7 separate regions of the Mus musculus genome follow, and all the other regions are linked to region 7. The links are chromatin contacts, called in public HiChIP or PLAC-seq and promoter capture Hi-C maps. All regions are on one chromosome and are shown on one strand. Each heading gives the region's core, a stretch centred on a gene start, on an enhancer-like site or on the middle of the called end of the contact. The rest is flanking DNA. Distances are from core to core; before and after follow the strand shown. Region 1 holds the start of Plcl2 (phospholipase C-like 2). Region 2 holds the start of Mydgf (myeloid derived growth factor). Region 3 holds the start of Dpp9 (dipeptidylpeptidase 9). Region 4 holds the start of Sh3gl1 (SH3-domain GRB2-like 1). Region 5 holds the start of Ticam1 (toll-like receptor adaptor molecule 1). Region 6 holds the start of Hdgfl2 (HDGF like 2). Region 7 holds the start of Rab5a (RAB5A, member RAS oncogene family).

Region 1 (3,272 bases), core at 76-2,575, 3.0 Mb before region 7:
CTGGTACCACACAGTGCACTCGTCCTGCTCTTCTGCCAATGGCTCTGCCAGGCTACACAGTGGCCCTGCGTTCTTCCTTGGCTCCAGGAATGGAGGTTTAAGGAAAGTATTTGCATATGAGAGCGACATGTTAATCATTGATTTTTGATCCTGTCCCAAACGATGGTCCTGATTTGGATGGTACCCACTAGGGGTTGAACAAGCAAGTCTCTCTAGTGTCAGGTTTAGGAAAGACACAGACTACAATGATAAACCTCCGTGGGACAACCCAGAGGCACCAAATAAACTCTGCGGAGGTCTTCTGTCTCTCAACGCCTGCCAGCCATGCCATCCCTACCCCAGATCCTGGCAACCTGTCGTGCTCATTGAGTTTAGCAGCCCAAGGACACGCAAGAGGATTGGTTTCTGTATGGGAAATGGGTTTGCTCCACTGAGGAAGCCCAGGGGGAGCAGGGTGGGAAGGGAGCGGGTTCCGAATGAAGGGCTGGAGCTGGACGCGAGGTGCAGCGGCCAAGACCACAGCCCCAGGACCCTCAGCTCGCCCGCGGCCTGCGGGTTCGCTGTCCCCCTCGGGATGCCTTCAGGTGACTGACAGCTGGCTGTGGCGTGCGCCTCGCTGAGCCGGCCTAGGAGAGCGACCACAACCGCAACGCCCGTGCCCGGAGCCCGGACGGGTCCCCTCGGCCTGTAGGGGGCAGCGCGAAGCCCGGGAGGCGATGGCCGCGGGTAAGTGGCGGTGGGCCCGGGGGCCATCAGAAGCCGCCCTGGGCCTCGGCTGAGCCCTGAAGGTGTGGGGGGGGGGGGGGAGACTGACGGGCCTGGGCGGAGCCGGGAACCCCGGAGCCCCGCGCGCCGCGCCTCCGCGTGTCGCCAGCGCCGCGGAGTGGGCGCACGTGTCCCTCGCGCCCCGCCGCCGCGAGCTCGTCGGTGAGCGCGGGGCCGGAGGGGACGCGGCGCTCGTCGGTGAGCGCGGGGCCGGAGGGGACGCGGCGCGCGGCGGTGGGCGCTGGCGCGCGCGCGTTATTTTTGGCGCCCGCAGCGGCGCGTGTGCCGGGGCGTGTTTTCCTTCCCCAGGTGCCGGCAGCGGGGGCGCCGCCGCCCAAGCTGACTCCTCTCTCCTCTCTCTCTCCCCGACCCCGGCAGGACCCCAGAGGTAATTCCGCCTGCACGACGTCCTTCGCGCCGGAGGCGAGCTCGCTGCACGCGCCACATCCCAACCAAAAAGAGAAAGAAAAAAAAAAAAAAGAAAAAAAAAGAAAAGAAAAAGCGGAAGAAGCGGCCGAGGCGGCGGCGGCGGCGAGGAGGAGGGGCCGCGCGCAGCGGCCCGAGGCGGCGGCGGCGGGGACGCGGGGACGCGGCTTTGTGCAGGCGGGTCGTGGGGCGCCCATGGCGGAGTGTGGCCGGGGCGCCGCAGGAGGGGCCCTGCCCACCTCCCCGAGCCCGGCCCTAGGCGCCAAGGGCGCCCTGAAAGCCGGAGCCGGGGAAGGCGGAGGTGGTGGCGGGGGAGGTCGCCTCGGCCACGGGCGGGCGCGCTATGACAGCGGCGGGGTTTCCAACGGAGACTGCAGCCTCGGCGTGTCCGGGGACGAAGCCCGGACCAGCCCTGGCAGGGGACCTCTAGGCGTGGCGCTCGCGCGGACCCCTAGCCCAGCTGCCGGTCCGGTCCCCAGGGACAGCAAACCGGGCGGCCTGCCCCGCCGGAGCAGCATCATCAAGGTAAGTAGGAGACCCGCGCGCGTCCTTGGGCTCGCTTTCCCCGCCCCGGAGAAGCTGTGGCGGAAGGAGGCGATGCAAAATGAGCCCACTGCGAAGGGGAAGCCAGGGTGTAGGGGTGTTTGGAGTGCTGGAGCAGGGATTGGAAAGCTGATGGCATTGGGAAAGAATGGAGAGGTGATCTGAGTGTGCAGGAGTGCTGTGCTCTGACATCCCCAGAGCAACTTGGGGCTGTCACCTCTCTCCAGATTGACTTGGAATTAAATGGCCTTGTACCTGCCTGGGTAGGACAGGCTTTTCAGAGGCAGCTTAGCATGGTGGCACACTCCCTGTAAGGTTTCTATTGTATTTTAAAGGACAGGGATCATGTGAAAATATTTTCTCAAAACCCCAGGCAATGAACATATATTATTTAATAGATTTCTTCTAATCTACTGGGTAATTGGTTGCCCCTTGCAAGTGATTGTATTTGGGGAATGTAAATACCTCTCCTTCAGTTACTCGGAGAAAGGGAACATAAACACAGATTTCCTCTTTTTTAGCCTCAAAAGCTCTGAGAGAATACAGTTCCGCACAATTTAATTCTTTCCTAGCTGCTATAAGCAGGCCTCTCCAAATTAGCAAGTTTCTTTGGAATGGTTTTTGCTTGTTTTTGTTTTTGTTTGTTTTGTTTTTCATGGTGCTATTTAGAAAGCCACCAGTTGTTTTGTGAATTTTAAATTTCAAGAGGTGACATTAAGAGTTTATGGTGGCTTCCTTCAAACATTGCAGTGTAGTTGCAACATAAAAATATTTCTTGTGACTCGAAGTGAAAAGAGAAAGTTGATAAGCTACGAAAAGTAGAACCTTGAGCCAGATCAGCCCATTTGGCTTGTTCAAATATGGAGCAAATATGGAATGTTGCTTTTTGAGACATGAAGGAGTTTTTAGGACAGGCCAGTGAGTACTGTCTGGTGCTAACTCATCCTGTTTGTGGCTGACAACCCTTAGGAGACAGGTCAGAATGTGCCAACAGCACAGAGTTGACACTGGTGGTATTTGAAATTCAGAAATGCTCAAGTACTGTGAAGGTGCCTCTGGGTTATCATCATCTGCAGCCATCTAGTGTAACAGACCACTTTGGTGCTGTGTAAGAGGCTGTTGTGAAACTGCATCTAGCCTTGTCATCTGCTTGCTCAGGTTTTGTGTGGACAGGGCACAGTTGAAGGGCTTAAAGATCAAGTGCATTGCCTGTCTCTAAAGATCAAGTGTATGGTCTAACTTTTAAACCAAGAAAAGCGGTGTCCGTTTTTTCCTGCTTGTGTAGCTCTTAGTGATGGATATATCTTCTCCTTCTAGTATGTGGTTTGTTTCCAGGAAAGTTGTCTTCGAGTATATATGATTATTGATCCTATTTGCAGAGCTATGCAACATTCCTGTTTTTATTGGTTAAATATTTGTGGTGAATTTGCATTGTGATATTAATAACACCTTATGTGAAAGTTTTAGATAATATACCGGTTTATGTAATTTTAACAACCTTTCCCCTCAAGGATTTTTTTTGGTGGCCAGTTTTCACA
Region 2 (3,112 bases), core at 10-2,509, 2.7 Mb after region 7:
TTACCTCGTTGGTCCCTCCTTGGGAAGCGTAGGTGAATGTACATGTAAACTTGTTCTGTAGAAGGAGAAATAAAAGGAGGCTGAAGAGCAAAGATCTCAATACTCAGAACCAAGACCCTAGCATACTGGGCATGGTCCTGTATGCACATCATCTCTGGTATCCAGGAGGCTGACGCAGAACTGGGAACTGGGACATAAGCTAGCCTGGGTGACTTAGCAAGGTGCTGTCCCGATGTAAAACAGATCAAAAAGGACTGAGATATACATCAGCCCCTGCCCAGAAGGTCAAGGGTTGAGCCTGTCCAGAATCCAGCAGTGAGGGGTTGGGAGGGTGACTCAGGGGTGGAGTCCCACCTAGAATCCCCTAATGAGGAGCTAGGGATGTGGCTCAGGGGTGGAGCCCCTGCCTAGGGCGGGGCAGAACCCTGGCTCTGCCGATGTGAGACTCTAGGTTCCATCCCTCAGTACACCCTCCAGAGGCCACCAGATCTCTCTCCTCTCAGGAGCTCAGAACTTTGCTCAAATCACTGTGATTTCCTAGGAAGGTCAAATGGCCTTCAGCAATCATCCCTAGAACATCACCTATGAGGTCAGTACTCGGGGCTCCTGTTAGATACAAGCTTGTACTGCTTCCTGCCCACAACACAAACCTGCCAGAAAGCACAGGACTATAGTAATGGTCTCAAGAAATGGTCACTAGGGACACCGCTGTCCCAGAAGCCAAGCTGGGGCGGGCAGAGGCTAGGCTGACTGCTGGCTCGCTGAAAGGAGAGGTGATGGACTCGTGTAAGGCTTGGGGGGTGCTCCCGCTCTAGTCCGGGTTCAGTGAGTAACCCACGTGCGACCTGTATAGCCAGTCCCCTAGATCCGCTGCTCTTATCAACCAGTATTCCCTTTTCTACAATGAGATGGGCAAGGGGAAGTCGCCTTGCAGGTAGGGAGTGACTGACAGAAGACAGACGAGGCAGCCAGGTCCCTTCTTCAGGTAACCCTGCCTCTGCCACTCCACCCGGTCTCCAGGACCACCTGATCGGAAGTCCATAGGCATCGATTCCCGGGCAGGAGGCTTAGCACGTACCCCGGGTCCTACGTCCTGGGAGAACGAATGCACGACCCCTCCGGGCCTCACGTCAAATGGCACGGTGGTGGGCTCGGACACAGCGGCGGCCAATTTCAGCGCTGCGGCCGCCAGGACCACCGCAGTCCAGAAGCCTCCGCTGGGGGCTGCCATCTTGCTTCCGGGGCAATGCGCAGGCGCTCGCGAACGTGGAGTGACACGCGCGGGACACGTCAGCGCCGAACGGTGACAACGTCGCCCCGCCCGATTTGGCTGCCATGGTGGGGCGGGACTCGACTTGGCACGTGATGCACTACAGCGCCTCTGATTGACGCTCGCGGATGCCTGGAGGGCGACTTCGTCTTGGCGCTTGTTTGGGTTGGAGTTTGCAGGTAACTTTTGCCTCCCCCCCGGATATTTTTATATCTCACTTAAATGGGCTCCCGGACTCACTTCAGGACAACATGGGGGTTGACAGTGTTTAATTTTGTTAGATTATCCATTTGTTAATAAATATGGTTTATTTCACTTTTATTTGTCCTATTTTTTTGGTTTTGACGAGACAAGGTCCTGGAAATCTCTCCAGGCTAGCCGGGAACTCAGAGATCTGCCTGACTCTGCCACCTGAGTGCTGAGATTAAGGCGTAGGCCTCCACCACCACCTGTTGATTGTTTTTTGTTTTGTAACATATTTTACATATATGTGTGTGTGTGTGTGTGTGTGTGTGTGTGTGTGTGTGTGTGTGTGTGTGTGTATTAAGGTTTGTTTTTTGTGTTTTTTTTGGTGGGGGGTCTCTGTAGCCCTGGCTGTCCTGGAACTCACTCTGTAGACTAGGTTGGCCTCAAACTCAGAAATCCACCTCCCTCTGCCTCCCAAGTGCTGGGATTAAAGGTGTGCGACACCACTTCCCGGCATATTTTTCAAAAATATTTTATTGTGAGGGCTGCGGTGATGGCTCAGCAATTAAGAGCACTGGCTGTTCTATAGAGGACCAAGATTTGAAGCCCAGCACCCACATGGTGCTTTACAACTTTAACTCCATTTCCAAGAGATCCGATGTCTTCTTCTGGCCTCTGCAGGTACCAGGTATGCATGTGGTACACAGACAGACATGAAAATAATATAATAATAGCAATACTTTAAAAGTGAATTCTTCCGGTTTTGCAGCTTCCTATAGGTCACAGGTGTTGCTATGCTGTTACCGGACCTAGAGCATGCCTGGCCAGCCCTCTGCTGCTGAATAATTTTCCCATCTTTCCACTGGCCAGCGAGATGGAATAGTGAGTAAAGGGCTTGCAGCCATGACTTCAGCCCTGGTCACTAGATGGTGGTAGAACTGACTCCTAAAAGCTGTTCTCACTACATGTGAATTGGGGCAAGCAGCCTTGCACAACAGAAAATAAGTATCTTAAAATTAGACTCTACGGCTAAGTGATCCTCTATCTAGTTACAAGTACCTCATTTCCTCTCAAATGGCTGCTGATGCCACCTTAGCCTGCCCCATCCCAGTCCTCCTGTAGTCCCTGAGCGGTGCACCACAAAAGCCATCAGAGTAGTGGCGGGGTCCTCCTTTCCACCCCAGCCTATGGGCTGCTGCAGTAAAGTGTCCCACAAGTGCTGTCAAAAGTGGCAGCACCAGTGACATCTCAGCCTGCAGCCCTCACAGGAGCTGTCCACAGTGGCTCATCTCCTCCCCAGCCTACCCCACCCCCAGCAGTCCCACAGAGATGTCGCTTCAGCAAAAGCTGGCTGCAGCCAGAAAGGACTTTCCACCCTTAGCCATGGGCCTGATGCAGGGAAAGGGGGTGGGAAAAAAAAAAGCCACCAATCGCTGAGCAGGAAAACCCACTAGTCCCTTGAGATTCCCATTAAAAAAAAAAAAAAAAAAAAAAGCCCACCAATCACTGAGCCTCCCCTGAGCTCAGCACTGGAAATTCCACCAATCCTCAACCTGGACATCTCTGCCCCTCTCAGAAATCCAAGCACTGCCCCCTCGGCCCAATTCCCAGCTGTCTGCTCCTGGGAGACAAAGGGCAGCTGTCCCTGAACTCCTC
Region 3 (2,904 bases), core at 356-2,855, 2.7 Mb after region 7:
AGTACTGCAGCAGGGACCAAGACCAGGGGTAACTGGCCCCAAAGCCACTGTCAACCTCTGCATTCCACAGCAAGCCCCAGCCCACCACAGAGCCTGCCTTGCTGCCCGACCCCAGCACAACTCACCTTCTAAAGGGTCCAAGGAGCTTCCATGGCAGCTGCAGGCGAGGGGCACGGACCTTAGAAGAACAAATGTGGTGTTGTTAAGGTGGGCAGATGGGAAGGGCTGGCAAGAATGAAGGGGTTGGTGAAAATGGGGTCTGGCAAGGATGAAGGGGTTGGCGGAAGATGAGGGGCTGGCAAGGATGGAGTGGTTGGTGTGAACTGGGGAACCAGTGAGGATGAAGGGGCCGGTGAAGATGGAGGGGCCGGTGATGTGTGTGGCTTCTTCTCACTCACTTTCCATGCGGGCGGGAGTCTCCGCCTGTGCCTAACCCTATCTACCTGGTTCGACTCTAACTGAGCCTCCCAGCCCCTCGGGGCTGCCAACATGCCCTGGGTTGTACTTGGAAGAGACGTGTCCCTCAGTGTGCGGTCTCCCTGGGACCCAGCAGGGAACTGGCGACTGTGGTCCACACCTCCTGGGCACCAGTCCCAACTCTTCGAAAGCAGGTTGGTGATTGCCCTGGGGGCTCCCGAGGGAGCCTGGGTAACAGGCAGCAAAAAGGCCGCTGAGGTCAAAGGCTGGGCAAAATCGTGGATGGGGAGGGGATGGATGGGCCTAAGGCCGAGATCCTAAGGGTGGGGCTCAAGATGCAGGGAATGAATGCTGGAAGCTGAGGGGGTTCAAGCTAATCCGGGGAGGAAAGGGATGAGACAGAGGATATGATTTTAGTCTGGGAGGGTATCAAGCTTGGCATGCGACAATGTGGAAACTGAGGCAGAGGATAAGGGCTGAGTGAAGGATCAGGCTTGGGGAGTGACCAGTCTTGGAAGAGTCAGGCTGGTAGGGTCATTTGGAGAGGTTCATGCTGCGGGTTTCAAGCTTTGGGGTATGAAGCTTTAGGATTTCAGGTTTGAGAGGAGGGTCAACCTGGACTATCAGGCCTTGAGGGAACAAGTTGGACGGATCAAGTTTTGGGGATCAGGCTTGAGGGATCAAGCTGGGAGGGGAATCAGGCTTGCGGGGATCCGGCTTTAGAAGATCAAGATGGAAGAGGATGAGGCTTGAGGGGATCAGGTTGGGAAGGATGAGGCCGGGAGGGAGGGTTTGGCAGAGACGAGGCTGGCGGAGGCTGGCGGAGGCTGCGCGGACGCCGGGCTGAGCCGCGCTCTGCGATGAAGCTGGCGGCTGCGTCTCCGCAGCGGTGCGGCAGCAGCTCTTGGGCGCGGCCCGGAACCGGCGAAGCGCGGCGACCAGAGCGGCGGGGACGACGAGGACAGGGCGCGCGGCGCCGAGGCGGGCGGACGGCGCCGGCCGGGGCGGGAGGCGGCGAGCCGGGGCCGGACGCTGCTCACCCGAGCGTGGCGCGGAGGACAAGCTGAGCAGGGCGTCCCCGGGGCCGGCGGCGCCTCACACGCGACGCTCCATGCCCAAGACGAGGGCCCGGAAGTGGCGGGCGCGGGGGGACAGCGAAGGCGGCGGACACCGGGGGGACCCGCCAGCTGCGCCTCCTTTGACCCGGAAGTTGAGCTGCAGAAGCAGAGGCTTTTGATTGGGTAACGTCAGGGCAGAACCAACGTCCGTGAAACTCTAGGGGACAATGCTCAGGAGCGTCTTAGGGCTGAAGGCAAGGCTGGTGGCCCCTTGCTGTCTGGGAGAGGACTGCGGGATGGACACCCCTGCTCCAGTTCTGCTGGCCAGCTCGACCCTGCAGTGACCTATTAAAAATATCTAAGAAAGCTGAGATATTGGTAGAATAGTGGTTAGGAAAGCTGCCTTCCAAAAGGTGGCCCCGGGTTCTAGTCCCAGATTGCTTACGCCGCTCATCCCAGCGCTCGGAAACTCTCCACTTAATCAGGCTAGCTTTGAACTCTAAGATCTGCCTGCTCTGTCTAGATCTCGCCCACACCATGTTTTACTTTGTTTTTTGTTTTTCGAGACGGGGTTTCTCAGTATAGCCCTGGCTGTCCTGGAACTCACTCTGTAGACCAGGCTGGCCTCGAACTCAGAAATCCGCCTGCCTCTGCCACCTGCCTCTGCATTAAAGGTGTGCGCCACCACGCCCGGCTCATGTTTTACTTCTTATCTGTGCATTGTGTCTGAGCCACGCGAGTGTGACAGAAGAGGACAATGGGTTTCTTTCCTTTTAATTTTTTTAAATTTATTATTATATCTAAGTACACCTAAGTACACTGTAGCAGTCTTCAGATTCGAGGGCGTCAGATCTCATTAAAGGTGGTTGTGAGCCACCATGTGGTTGCTGGGATTTGAACTCAGGACCTTCAGAAGAGCAGTCAGTGCTCTTAACCACTGAGCCATCTCTCCAGACCCACAATGGATTTCTTGTAACTGGAGTTAAGGCCACATGAGTGCTGGGACATGGACTCCCCTCCTCGCAGAGCCACCTCTCTCAAGCCTCTAAAGAGCTTTTGTAAATAAAGACACACTCCCCAAAAGTTATCCTAACAGGGTTCCTGCAGAAGGGCATCCATTGTTTGGTGAGTGACATTTAGTGAGCATCCTCCATTGTTGTTGAAGTGTCCCCACTTAGCTTCCTAGCTAGTTAACTTTTTGACCGGAAATCCTGAGAGCTACATTTTTAACATGATGTTGCAACCCTGTTCCCTTTCCAGGAACCCTCCCTGGAGACACCATTTGTTACACAATTACAGGACGTGGCTGAGGGCCTGGCGGCTCTCCTGGTCTTCCCCAGTTCCAGCCATCCTCTTCTCTCTCCTGACCCCTTTCTTTTCACACCCATTTTGGGGAAGAGTCTCATGTAGCTAAAATTTATCTTGAACT
Region 4 (3,285 bases), core at 694-3,193, 2.6 Mb after region 7:
CCAGCTGCTCCAACACTGGTGGGGTCTGGCCTCTGAGCTGAGTGAGACAAGCACTGGATTGGATGCACAGGCAGAAGACAGCCTCCTCCAGCCACACTAGCATCAACCCTGGTGACCTCTAGGGTATCAGACATAGCAGCCAAGCTGGCTCCACAGGCTTCACTTGGAACTCACTTGGCTTTTGATCCTCCTGCCTCAGCGGCCAGAGGGCCTGGGGTTACAGGCCTGCCAGGCTTTCCAGCAGTGTCCCATGTAAAATGCATGTCAAGCTGAGGTCATGGCTCAGGGTAGAGCTGTTGCCAGTGTGGTTGAGGTCCTGGGCTCCAACCCCAGCAAACATCCATCAAACGAGAGAGAAAGAGAGAGCGCACTCGCGAGCACAATCGATCTAGCAACCTGGAGGAAAAGGCAGAAGAAAAGAAACTCAAAACAGACAGGAGAAAACTCAGTCACGAACTTCTGGCCACTGAGGTTTGGTGACAAACATCTGTAACTCAGCACCGGGAGGCAGAGGCGGGAGGATAATGACTATGAGGCCACTCTGGCCTGACTGAGACAGAGATGAGACAACAAGGGTTTTCTCAAGCAGAAACCTGACAGAGCTGAGGGAACAGGCTCACTTGAGCCCAGGAGTTCAAGGCAAATATAAAACCTTCAACACACAAAGGTATCCTGTCATCCCAGCGCCTGAGAGGCAGGAAGATGGAAAATTCTGGGCCAGCCTGGACTACGAGCAAAACTTGGCCTCAAAAAACCCCCCAAAAGTTCCAGAGGGACATTACACTATAGGATGTCTGAAAGGAGCGCCTGCCTGCCTGGGGTAGGGTTCTCAATGTTTATACAACGGAGGCCAGGATGCCCACCCTACAGAACTCCTGAATGTCAACACAACCAGAAAGGAGAATTTCAGTTCAGAGTCATGATCGGATCGATTAAACACTAAACCCAAACCACCAAGTACCTATAGGAATCTATAGTATGGTACAGCCAACAAAAACGTATCTTTCAAAGAAGCATACATATGTTTTAGAAATAGGGACACAAACCTGACACATTTTGTAAACTGCAGAAGCCTGGAAAATTACTTTTCACTGTCTCTTTTCAACTTGCCACAGTGTCTACCAAGAGATTTTTCTTTCATTTTTGAGACAGGGTCTCCTTATGTTACGTAACCCTGGCTGGCCTCAAACTCAGAGATCTGCTTACCTGACTGCCTCAAGTGTGCAGGGATTAATGATGTATAACACCCAGTGAGCGAGAATGTTTGTTTTTGGTTTTTTAGGTTTTTTTTTTTTCAATCCGTCTTACAGACACCGGAGAGGGAAAAGAAGAATGGGACACTGATTATTTTTTAAGCCCTGTGTGGACTTGGTTTTTTTGGATATCAACCTAGACAAACATTTTCTGTGGCCTGAGGCTATGTGGTGAGAGTCTCGGAAGCATAGCCTGGAGACTTTGGGGGGGGGGGGGCTTGCCTTCCATGCTGCGATCCCAGGAATCGAACTTACGTTGTAAAGCCTGGCGGCAAGCCCCTCTCAATGAAGCCCTTTCGCCGGCCCTCCAGAGCTTTCTGAAAGCCGCCTAGACGCGCACACCCGGTGTCCCTCTTCAAAGCACGGGGACCCGGTCTCCCCTTCCCCGCTAGCCCAAGGGAAGCCAGCTCGGCTCGTCTGCGGTCCCCAAAGGCAGGCCCGAGACCAGATCGCCTGGCCTCGCCTCACCTGGCTCGCCTTGTAGAACTGCTTCTTCAGCCCCGCCACCGACATGCCGCCTGCCGCCGTCAGGCCTCCCGCTCGAACTCCGGTTTCCGCCGGCGCCGCCGAACCGACTTCTTTCCTCCGCGCGCAGGTCGGCGCCGCCACCGCCAAATCAGCTTGCCAGCTCTGCGCCCCCGCCCCGAAGCCACCTCGGCCGGCTAGCGCGCACGCGCGGCCGGGATATTACATGGCAACCGCACACTTCCGGTGACGCCCCCATATCGCCTCACCCCACCCTACAACGGCATCTGCGCGCGCTCCGCCTCTCTGCGCGTGCGCGCCCCCTGGAGGACAGAAAGAGCATTGCCGGGGGAGGAACGGCGGAAACCCTCCCACACCAACGAGATGAGGGGGCGCCTAGAGAGGCCAGAAATCTGTGTACGTGCGCGTGTACGCATGATGCAGCTCCCTCTAGAGTCCAGGAGTAGATATAAAGCCAAAAGTCAGTTTTAATTAATTAATATTTTATTTGTGCGTGGAGAAAGCGGAGCGGAATTTGCCAGCGAGAGTGTAATAAAGACAAAGCGAGGTAAAATGGAATATCTTAGGGGCTAGAGGAACGGTTGGTTCTCCAGGTAAAAGTGCTTGCTGCCCTGGCTGACATCGGGAGTTCAGTTCCTCGCATCCACATCAGGCTGCTTGCTCATAGCTAGCTGTCTGTAACTCCAGCTCCGGGTCACAGCCCTTTCCTGGCCTCCTTCAACTGCTCTCAAGTACACCGGGTCACATATATACCCATAACTTAAAAATTAATATGAGGTATGCCAGTGGTGATGCATGTACGCCTTTAATCCCGGCAGAGGCCCAAATGCTAACACGCCACCAGCCTTCTCTCTGGGGTCCTTCCTTCAGTGTCTCCCTTCTAATAAATCGCTGAGGATACAACTAGAAAAGAGAGTCCTTTATTTCCTTCTTCATAACTTTATTTCAGAGCAGATATTGCATAACCCAGGCTAAGCCTCAAACTTACTGTATAACCAAGGATGACCTTGAACTCCTGTCCAAGCTCCTCCACGTCCCAAGTGCTAAATCACAGGTGTGCACCAATGAGCCCCACTAGAAACATATTTTCAAAATAGTTCGCTCAGACTGTAGCTATCTCCTATTTCGAGTTCCATTGGTTCATTCCTGTCATGTACCAGCTATAGGACATCATTGCTTTTTTGCGCATTAGCCCTGCAGTGAGCTTCCTCTCATCATTAAGACAGAAAGAGGACTCTAATTGAATGATATCTGTGATGGCTTGTATATGCTCAGACCAGGGAGTGGCACTATTAGAAGTTGTGCCCCTGCTGGAGTAGGTGTGTCACTGTGGGTGTGAGCTTTAAGACCCTCATCCTAGCTGCCTGGAAGCCAGTATTCTGCTAGCAGCCCTCAGATGAAGATGTAGAACTCTCAGCTCCACCTTCACCATGTCTGCCTGGATATTGCTATGTTCCCGCCTGGATGATAATGAACTGAATCTCTGAACCTGTAAGCCAGTCCCAATTAAACATTGTTTTTTTTTTTTTAGATTTATTTTATTATT
Region 5 (3,065 bases), core at 421-2,920, 2.8 Mb after region 7:
TTTTCAAGACAGGGTTTCTCTGTGTAGCCCAGGCTGTCCTGCACCTCGCTCTGTAGACCAGGCTGGCCTCAAACTCCAGGCTGGTGAGATGGCTCAGCGGATAAGAGCACCAACTGCTCTTCCGAAGGTCGTGAGTTCAAATCCCAGCAACCATATGGTGACTCACAACCATCTGTAACAAGATTTGACTCCCTTTTCTGGAATGTCTGAAGACAGCTATAGTGTACTTATATATAATAAATAAATCTTTAAAAAAAACAAACTCAGAGATCCACCCTCTTCTGCCTCCTGAGTGCTGGGATCAAAGGTATGTACAACCACTGCCCAACAACAGGAGGATTCTTGAACCCAAGAGATCAGGGTCCACTTAGGTAAGTTCCAGGTCAGCCTGGTCAGCATAGTGATACACCCTGTCTTAAGATACAAATAACACAGCTGGGCGTGGTGGCGCACGCCTTTAATCCCAGTACTCAGGAGGCAGAGGCAGGTAGATTTCTGAGTTCAAGGCTAGCCTGGTCTACAAAGTGAGTTCCAGGACAGCCAGGGCTACACAGAGAAACCCTGCCTCAAAAACCAAAAAAAAAAAAAAAAAAAAAAAAAGATACAAATAACACAAATGACACAAAAATAAAGGTAGTTATTTTTAAGAGAGAGGGAAGAGGAAAGGGGAGAGTAAGGAGAGAGAGAGAAAGAAGGAGGGAAGGAGAAGGGGAGGGGGAGGGGAGAGTTAGGAAGAGGGAGGAGATGTGCTCAGTGGGTAAAGCACTCATCCAGCATGCCAGTCTGGCAATGGTGGCTCAGGCCTTTAATCCTAGCACTTGGGAGGCAGAGGCAGGTGGATTTCGAGTTCAAGGCCAGCCTGGTCTACAGAGTGAGTTCCAGGACAGCCAGGGCTACACAGAGAAACCCTGTCTCAAAAAAAAAAAAAAAAAAAAAAGCATCCAGCATGCCTAAGAGACTGTGTGATATCCCCAGAACAGCAGAAACCAGGATGGGTGGATGGTGAGTGGATGGGGTAAATAGGCCTCTTTCTTTCTTCCCTGGCCTTCTCTCCCTGGCAGAACTTAGTCTCTGGCACAGGGGGGCCCTCCTCCAGGCTCTGCTGACTGTCAGCTCTGGAACTCAGGGACTTTGTACTGCCAGGGTGACCTTGCATGTATCCAGGGGCCGGAAATAGTTGACTGTAGAAGGTGCAGCAAGCCAGTCCCCACAGGTAGTAGTAGATGGTGTCTGTGTTAGTCTGGGGCAGGAATTTTGACAGGGAACATTGAGGTAGAGAAAGCAGATCTGATCAGGAAATAGCGACAACGGGAGGGATTGAGGGTGGAGAGGGTTGAGGATTCGCTGTTGGGGCTGGAGAAGACCTGGGACTTAGAAGATCTAGCCATGGAGGTTGGGGGGGGGGGGGGGTAACTAGGAACTGAGCGAGCACCCAGGGTCACAGGGCTGGTTTGGGAGTTAGGAGTTGGATTGCGGATCTGAGTATCCATGGGAAAGAACTTGAGGAACCTGGCAGCCTGCAGGTGGCCGGCCCAGCATCTATTCCCGACCCTATGCCCGCCGGCCCGCCGTCCTGTTCCCTCTGCCTTCATCCTACCTGGCTGTAGGGGTCTTGAGCTGGTAGATCTCCCGGTCCCTGGTGGCTGCTGGAGGAGGAGGAGAGAGAAGGGAGGAGGGAGCGTTCGGTTCCGCCCCTTCCTCCCTTCCGGGTCTGGGGGGGGGGGTAGGGGGGGGATGAAGTCAGCGTGTAATCTTATCTAGCTGAGCCAAGCCCTGCCCTCCCGCCCAGTGTCCTGGCGCCACGTGGAACTAGGCAGGACTTGTACTTTGTGAGGCCAGAGCTGGGGAAAGGAAGAAGGAACCCTCCGCCCACAGAGAACTTTAAGCTGTTAGCCAAAGAGCTCAGCTAGTGACATACTCTGGGGATTCGCAAAGCACCATGTGGCTAAGTGCACTGGGAACCTGATGACTCACACTTGTCAGTCCAGCATCACACAGAAAACTAAAGCAGAGAGATTGCCCAGAGTTCCAAGGAAGCCTGACCCACAGAGTGAGACCTCCATCTCAAAAATAAGTTCATACAAGATAAGTAAACAGAAGTGCTGGAGGCCACAAGGTTTTATACAACTGTTAGGTTGTAAATATTTTTAATTCTTTACTTGATTTTACTTGGTGTTGTGTGTATGTATGTGCATGCAGGCATGTATGAATGTAGGTCAAAGAACCGCAAGTACCATTACTTGCTGAGCCGTCACAGAGACACAACACAAAGATTTGTCGGAGATTTCTGGGTATTTACTTTTGAGAAACGGTCTGTGTATGCATACTGGGACTTGGGGCTATCCTCCTAGCTCAGCTAGATGGTGAGATTACAGGCATACTTTAAAGCTTTATTTATTTATTTTACGTATGAGTACACTCTGGCTCTCTTCAGATACACCAGAAGAGGGCATCAGATCTCATTACAGTCGGTTGTGAGCCACATCTGATGGATGTGGTTGCTAGGGGTTGAACTCGGGGACCTCTGGAAGAGTAGCCAGTGCTCTTAGCCACTGAGCCATCTCTCCAGCCCTATGGCATGTTTTAAAACTGATAAAACTAAATTGTGAAAACAGAAAAGCAGCAGTTCCCAGAGGACTATGACTGGAAGATGAGGTGCACAAAGGAGAACCACCCCACCCTCTTGCTGGGGAGTCTAGGCAGGAGTATCTGCCTCATGCCACTGAACTCAATCTCTCCCAGACTCTGGACACTCATCTCCCCAAAGCAGGTAGCAGACGGACTTCTCCACATTTTCATGCTTACATATGCACACGTATTTGTGTAAGTTGGAGGTTGACATCAAGTGTTTGCTCTTGGTCACATCTTTAGGAGACAGTTTCCTGAGTCCAGCCATCTCAGAAACAAGTTCTATCTTGCTGGCAGGGTCAAGACTGAGTTCATGTTCCCAGGCCCCAGAATACAACTCCTATCCTGCTTCTTAGATCTTTCATGTTTGTCTGTTAGCCAGTGAAGGCTGTAAGGAAGGAAGATGCTGTTCTCCAGTTATCCAAACTAAAGCACAC
Region 6 (3,044 bases), core at 149-2,648, 2.6 Mb after region 7:
TCTGATTTCTACACACGCTGTAGCATGTGCGTGCATGCCCACACATAGCACGCAGATTTGTTTTGTTTTGTTTTGTTTTTGTTTTTCGAGGCAGGGTTTCTCTGTATAGCCTTGGCTGTCCTGGAACTCACTCTGTAGACCGGGCTGGCTTCGAACTCAGAAATCTGCCTGCCTCTGCCTCCCAAGTGCTGGGATTAAAGGCGTGAGCCACCACTGCCCGGCAGCACACAGATTTTTAAGGCAGGGCACGGTGGCACACATGTTTGATCCAGAGCTGGGGAGACAGAGGCAAGAGTACATCTGTGAGTTCGAAGCCAGTCTGGTCTATATAAGGAGTTGTCCCCACCCCCCACTCACCAGTGAGGACAGCAGAGTGAGACCCTGTCTCCAAATAAAATTAAGAATAATTAAAATGGCTGGGCAGTGATGGCGCACGCCTTTAATCCCAGCACTTGGGAGGCAGAGGCAGGCGGATTTCTGAGGTCCAGGCCAGCCTGGTCCACAGAGTGAGTTCCAGGACAGCCAGGGCTACACAGAGAAACCCTGTCTCAAAAAAACAACAACAAAAAGAATAATTAAAATGCAAAATGTCAAAGTATAAAGGTGCTGTAAGTATAAAGTGAAAATATGTAATGTATTATAGACAACAAAAAAAGAAAAAAATTTTAAATAATGAAAGTAAACAAGTGAGCTCTGTCCCGCCCCCTTCTCAGCCCTGACCTTTCTTGATCACCGCCCCTTCCTCTGCCAACTCCTGGCGGGAGTTTGCTGAGTTCTGTGGAACTTGTCTTCATGTCCAGCCATTGGTCGAGCTATAGCCAATGGGCTTCATAGTTGCACTGATGCCCTTTTGGAAGGCTGTCGTTAATCCGTCTTCTACGCTGATTGGTTGTTTATATTTCGTCTGGCCGAGTCCAAAGGCCTGTTCAGTACTGTTATGTATGTTCCGGCCTCGCTAGGCCCCGCCCCATCACTGCTTGTCATTAGTTTCAGTCTTCCTTTCACCCACAGGCCACTGCCTCATGCAGCTCTTAAGCCACGCCCCTGTCAAGCCCCTGTCCGTTTTGCGTCTAATTCGTCTAATGCCCTTCACCCCGCCCCACATCCTGACTGCGAGCCACGCCCCTGAGCGATCCCCAACCTAAGCCCCGCCCATCATTCCTCTCTAGGCTCCACCCAGTAGCCGCTTAAACCTTTCGTCTTTTACCTCCGACACCCTCCGCCCCACCCACTGGCTCCTAGTCCACGCCCTTGGCTTCTGCTCCGTTATCCAATCCCGTTAACTAGCTCTGATCCAACCCCTCCCTTTATTGGCCCGCGCGCGTCTCTGTGGTCATGAGCGACGGCGACGGCGGCCCCTAGCCAAGGGAGGGCGGGACTTCCGGTCGTGCTGAACCCAATAAGTAGACGCCGGCCGGCGGCCCGTGCGGACGCCTCCGCCCCTCAGGCGTCCGACTCCCGCCTCTGACTTCGCCTCTCACCGCCGTTGCTGCTTCCCGCGGCCTGGGCCTCCGCCGACAGCATGCCGCACGCCTTCAAGCCCGGGGACTTGGTGTTTGCCAAGATGAAGGGCTACCCGCACTGGCCGGCCCGGGTGAGGCCGCGCGTGGAGTGGACGGGCCCGGCGGAGTTGGCGGCCCCGAGCAGAGGGGCCGCGGGCGGGCGGGCGGGCGGGCGCGCGCGGGGAGGCTGGAATGGAGGCTGAGGAGAGGTTGGGGCTGCTGGCTCAGGTGACTGCACTGTGGTTTTCTGGAGTTGAGGAATCTCCTTCCTCCGGGACCACAGTGCCTGGGGTCTGGTGCGTCTTCGGGGAGGTCCCTGGTCTGAGGGACTTGTGTTCCGCTGTTCCGGATCCTGGCTCTGACCCGTGGTCCTTTGGAATTGAGGTGTGGCAATGTTTTGGTCTGAGTAACCTGCATGGTGAGGTCCTGAGTCTCAGAGACCCACAGTCCTGCAGAGAACGGCCGTGGTGCTAGCCTTGACCTCCTCCGGAACCTGTGTCACTTGGTTTGGTGTCCAGGGCCTGAGAGACCAATGTACCAGAGGTCAGAAATGCGTTTAGGGGATCCCAGGGTCGTGGAGCCTGAGGGATGTAGTGGGGCTCAAAGGGTACATGGGCACGTTGGGATTGGAGTGGAAGGGTCAAATGATGGGAAGAGTCTCTTCCAGAGAGGCTGCGCGTGATGGATGGGGGAGCGGGATACAGCGGAAGGAAAGGGACCTTATCTCTATGACCTAAATGAGGGCAAGGGTTGGAAGAAAGCTTTTCTGGGGACCTGGAGTCCGGCCCTTAAAGGGATTCAGTGGGCTGTATGTAGCTTACCTGAGAACAGGCAGCTTCAAGCTGGAGGTAGGAGGCTTTGAGGTTTCCTGTTTGAGAAAGCTGGAGTCAAGCAGTGTAGATTTTTAGAGCCTGGGTGCGCAGGTGGTAGAATTCTGGCCCTGGCAAAAATTGGCACATACACGGAGACCCAAAGGCTTCTGCTGCCCCCAGGACTTGGGACAGAGATCACTCCAGGGCTGAAGTTAGCTGCATCCATGTGTCAGGACTGAAGGAATTTTTGTTGTGCAGATGGTGGCTAGCGTTGCAAGTCCTGGTGCACATGTTCAGTTGCATAGAAACAGAGTTTTGTTGCCTCTAGGTCTTAGTACAGAGGCTAGATTGGCTGTGTCTGCATGGGGGTGGGAATGGAAGACCATACGGCAGGGAGTTACCATGGGGATGCCAAAGAGCAAGCTCAACAGGAACCAGCCCAGGAGGTAACTCCTAGAGGTCAGGACCAGAGGGCCCCATAAGTTCCTGAGGTGTGGGACCGTTGGGAGAAGCAGCCTGGCAGGGCTCGGCAGGGCAGGTTTGAGGATGCTTCTGCATCTGGTATCCTGCATCCAGCCACCAGGGACCAGAGTTTGAGGAGCAGGCTAGGGAGGATCCAGCCATCCCCCGGCGTTGATGAGGTGGGTGGCTAAACACTGGGAAATCCCACTGTGAGTGGGGTGACTGGGGAGCAAAACTTTACATTGGCCACTGCCCTCACTAGTCTACC
Region 7 (2,887 bases), core at 258-2,757:
AAGTACAGCCAGAGGCATCTGGAAAAATCCAGAGCTGGGAGAGAAAAGTGTAGACTGGACATGGCCATGGGGTGGGATGGGGTAGTGAGACAGGAAGACAAAGGAGCAAAGGAGGCCACAGGAGAGGGGAGCGGGAAGGAGAGAGGGAGAGGGAGAGGGAGGGAGAGAGAGAGAGAGAGAGAGAGAGAGAGAGAGAGAGAGAGAGAGAGTCAAATAGTAGGGTTACATGGGAATGAGAAACTAGAAGAGGGAAGCTCATGACTTGGAGAAGTTTAGGGTAGGAAGTGGGGTGAGAAGAGCCACAGGTACTGAGTAAATCAGAAGGCTAGCCTTGTGTTTTGGTATGCTAATAGGCACCACAGAACCTTTCTGACAGAGACAAGGAATGACTCTTTTGATAGAAACCAGTGCCAGAATTTAGGGGAGTGGAGTATTTGGACCTATGCGGATCAAGGGAACGTCTTAAATAGGTGTGCTGTGGGCAGCCATAAACATCTTGGGCTGCTGTTCATTGGAATCTTAAGAACTAGTGTTATGGAGCCGGCTGCAGGCTAGACTATATCTAACCTGTGATCGTGGCCAAATTATTTGCCTCCCTCATTCATTCCACAAACATGCCAGGACTCTGTGTGCTTATCAACTGTGCTTATCAATGGGTGTGTGTGTGTGTGTGAGAGAGAGAGAGAGAGAGAGAGAGAGAGAGAGAGAGATCACTCCAAAATGTTTACTACTTAGTTCAATGGGGAATTCCAAATAAACGCTAATTATTAGGATTTCCTCCTTTTCACTCAAAAAACAAACAAAACAAAACAAAAAACCACACACACAGGTAAACTCTCAATAAAAGCAAGTTATTCTTTTGAGGTTTGCTGTCTAAAGGCAGCTTTTGAATTTAAGGGTCTTAATTCTCTCCGAGATCACAGACACGCCCATTCTCGGAAAAGCAGGGCATTTCCAGAGCCACAGGAGCCCTCGCTCGCCTAAACCCCTTTACTGAGCTGCTGAAGTGGTGTGAGAGGCCTGTGAGTGAACCATCAGACCGAAAATCGCCGCAATGGGAAGACAACCCAGGCTGACAATGGCAGTGGGGACCCTGTCAGCTCCGATGAGACCCATAAAACGCAGGTCTGGCCCACGCCTCTCGGGTTCCCAACCCGCCGGCTTAGAGCGCCGCCACCCAGATAACAATGGTGGTACTGAGGGTGGAGCCCCGGGGAGGAGGAAGGCAGAGCAAGGAAGTGAGTAGGTCTGGCCCCAGGGAATTGGAGAAGACACGTGACGCAACCCCACGCCCCCCTCTTCATTCCTGACGCTCCTGCCTCGCCTTGCAGCCGGAGCCCAAAGATGTCGGTTCAGATCAAGGAGGCGTTAGAGAGGGCCGAACTATTCTCCCTTAGCGCACCCGGGGATGTCACGTGACTTCGGCCCCGCCCCCTTAGGAAGCCGCTGCCGGCCTCCTGGGAGGGGCAGCGGCGGAAATGACGTCACGGCGTTCTTCGCTGCGTGCGGCTACGTGGCGGAGCCGGCGGAAGCAGTTCCTGCGCTGGAGCCCGAGTGTTTGTGTTTTGGTTCGTGAGGAGCCGGGGCGGTCTGAGGGGAGGAGACCGAGGGAGGAGGAGGAGGAGAACGACGACGACGAGGAAGAAGTCCTCGGAACTCGAGCGCGGCGACTCTGGAGGAGGAGGAGAAAGGAAGGCGGAACGGAGAGGCGGAGACGCAGCCCGGCAGGGGCGGCGGCACGGCGGGCGGCGCTCAGAGTCCCGCGCCGGCCAGGGTGAGAAGAAGGAGCGAGCAGGCGACGCCGCCGCTGCAGCCGCGGCGCATCCGATCTCCGGGCCGGGCCGGGCCGTGCGTGGCCTCGCTGCCGGGAGACGCGGCCCAGGTAAGCCGCCGTCGGGGCGGGTCCCTGTGGTCCCGGGCCGGGCTTGGGGCCTCCAAGCCGCCGCGGGCCCTCAGCGCTTAGTGACTCATTCTTCTAGCAGCTTCGGGGCCTGGGACGTGGGGAATCCTCTGAGGGAGCGGCGGGTGGCACCCTCTTCCCTTCACAAGATGGCGCCGTGGGAAGAGCCTGGGGCCCTGGCGGTCTCCAGCCCGGTCTTTGGGGCTCTGTCCCGGCTACTGAGCCGGATCGCATCCGGGGTGACGGGGGTGGCTCAGGAGCGCGCCCACCAGGCCCAGCGGAGCTCCTGGCCCCGGCACCCCGGTTTGATTTCTCGGCTTCTTCCAGACAGGAACCCAGGCCTCCAGCAGGTGGGGATTGGGGAGCTCCGCCTACCTCTGACCGGCTTGGCCGGGCTGTGCGAGTAGTGGGATCCTCTGGTCCCTTCCGTGGGAGGTGGGAAGCCCGGGCCAAGGTGCGAGCAGGTTAACATCCTAACGCCTCCAGAAGTTTAAAGCTTTGACTGTCACTCTTGGCATATTAGTTTTTGCCTCGCCGAAATGGATTTAAAGTTCTGAATCAGTTGCCTTGCACGTAACTAATTAAAAAAAAAAAAACTGTTACATCTTCCAGAATATTGAGGTCTGCCCAGAATCGTTCTTAATGTAAAATTTGAACCCGTGGGGTTGTGAACAAAGTAGGCAGCACAACAGTGCCTGGCACAATTTAAGGGCTCAGTGCAATTTTTTTAATCAAAGACTTCCTAACTGTATAAAAAAACTATTTTAAAGATTGGAGATGCATATTATGCAAAAGTTTTCTTTGACGGAATAAAAGTACAAGTTATAAGTGCAGAACCTCTGTGCACTGAGCAGTAGCTTCACTGAACACCCCCAGCCCTCGCACTTAACATTAATACCATGTTCAACCTGTGTAGGTTTATACTTGGGCTTATTTCCGTTTGAGGTCTTTGGAAGTAAAAGATTTAGTAGCTTTGCACTTTAAAAG

What was found. Promoter capture Hi-C pulls out the DNA fragments that hold promoters and counts their contacts. HiChIP or PLAC-seq counts read pairs in DNA pulled down with a chosen protein or histone mark.
Region 1: a promoter capture Hi-C map of pre-B cells shows a contact between it and region 7, with 4 times the contacts expected there. The contact joins the promoter of Plcl2 here to the promoter of Rab5a in region 7. A contact is called at or near these places in 3 of 39 promoter capture datasets (cranial neural crest, liver and pre-B cells) and 3 of 115 datasets of contacts at active chromatin or transcription factors (astrocytes, double positive thymocytes and thymic regulatory T cells).
Region 2: a promoter capture Hi-C map of pre-B cells shows a contact between it and region 7, with 3 times the contacts expected there. The contact joins the promoter of Mydgf here to the promoter of Rab5a in region 7. A contact is called at or near these places in 2 of 39 promoter capture datasets (liver and pre-B cells).
Region 3: an H3K4me3 HiChIP or PLAC-seq map of embryonic stem cells shows a contact between it and region 7, with 6 read pairs. The contact joins the promoter of Dpp9 here to the promoter of Rab5a in region 7. A contact is called at or near these places in 1 of 39 promoter capture datasets (pre-B cells) and 1 of 115 datasets of contacts at active chromatin or transcription factors (embryonic stem cells).
Region 4: a promoter capture Hi-C map of pre-B cells shows a contact between it and region 7, with 5 times the contacts expected there. The contact joins the promoter of Sh3gl1 here to the promoter of Rab5a in region 7. A contact is called at or near these places in 3 of 39 promoter capture datasets (the 3T3-L1 cell line, cranial neural crest and pre-B cells) and 2 of 115 datasets of contacts at active chromatin or transcription factors (extraembryonic endoderm stem cells and stem cell-derived neural progenitor cells).
Region 5: a promoter capture Hi-C map of stem cell-derived epiblast-like cells shows a contact between it and region 7, with 7 times the contacts expected there. The contact joins the promoter of Ticam1 here to the promoter of Rab5a in region 7. A contact is called at or near these places in 2 of 39 promoter capture datasets (cranial neural crest and stem cell-derived epiblast-like cells).
Region 6: a promoter capture Hi-C map of pre-B cells shows a contact between it and region 7, with 5 times the contacts expected there. The contact joins the promoter of Hdgfl2 here to the promoter of Rab5a in region 7. A contact is called at or near these places in 4 of 39 promoter capture datasets (embryonic stem cells, liver, maxillary cranial neural crest and 1 more), 2 of 115 datasets of contacts at active chromatin or transcription factors (astrocytes and extraembryonic endoderm stem cells) and 1 of 9 other capture datasets (liver).

The regions. Positions count from the first base shown.
Region 1 is chr17:50,508,222-50,511,493 of GRCm38.p6, forward strand. It overlaps Plcl2 (phospholipase C-like 2), which reads left to right and starts at 1,326. Exons shown (of 6, transcript NM_013880.3): 1 at 1,326-1,716. The coding sequence starts at 1,387.
Region 2 is chr17:56,182,661-56,185,772 of GRCm38.p6, forward strand. Mydgf (myeloid derived growth factor) reads right to left here and starts at 1,260. Exons shown (of 6, transcript NM_080837.2): 1 at 1,079-1,260; 2 at 5-55. The coding sequence starts at 1,231. It also overlaps a transcript of Tnfaip8l1 not described here.
Region 3 is chr17:56,217,284-56,220,187 of GRCm38.p6, forward strand. It overlaps Dpp9 (dipeptidylpeptidase 9), which reads right to left and starts at 1,606. Exons shown (of 21, transcript NM_172624.3): 1 at 1,458-1,606; 2 at 126-178.
Region 4 is chr17:56,034,694-56,037,978 of GRCm38.p6, forward strand. It overlaps Sh3gl1 (SH3-domain GRB2-like 1), which reads right to left and starts at 1,944. Exons shown (of 10, transcript NM_013664.3): 1 at 1,722-1,944. The coding sequence starts at 1,766.
Region 5 is chr17:56,275,097-56,278,161 of GRCm38.p6, forward strand. It overlaps Ticam1 (toll-like receptor adaptor molecule 1), which reads right to left and starts at 1,671. Exons shown (of 2, transcript NM_174989.5): 1 at 1,598-1,671.
Region 6 is chr17:56,078,233-56,081,276 of GRCm38.p6, forward strand. It overlaps Hdgfl2 (HDGF like 2), which reads left to right and starts at 1,399. Exons shown (of 16, transcript NM_008233.4): 1 at 1,399-1,594. The coding sequence starts at 1,523. It also overlaps a transcript of Ubxn6 not described here.
Region 7 is chr17:53,477,727-53,480,613 of GRCm38.p6, forward strand. It overlaps Rab5a (RAB5A, member RAS oncogene family), which reads left to right and starts at 1,508. Exons shown (of 6, transcript NM_025887.4): 1 at 1,508-1,882.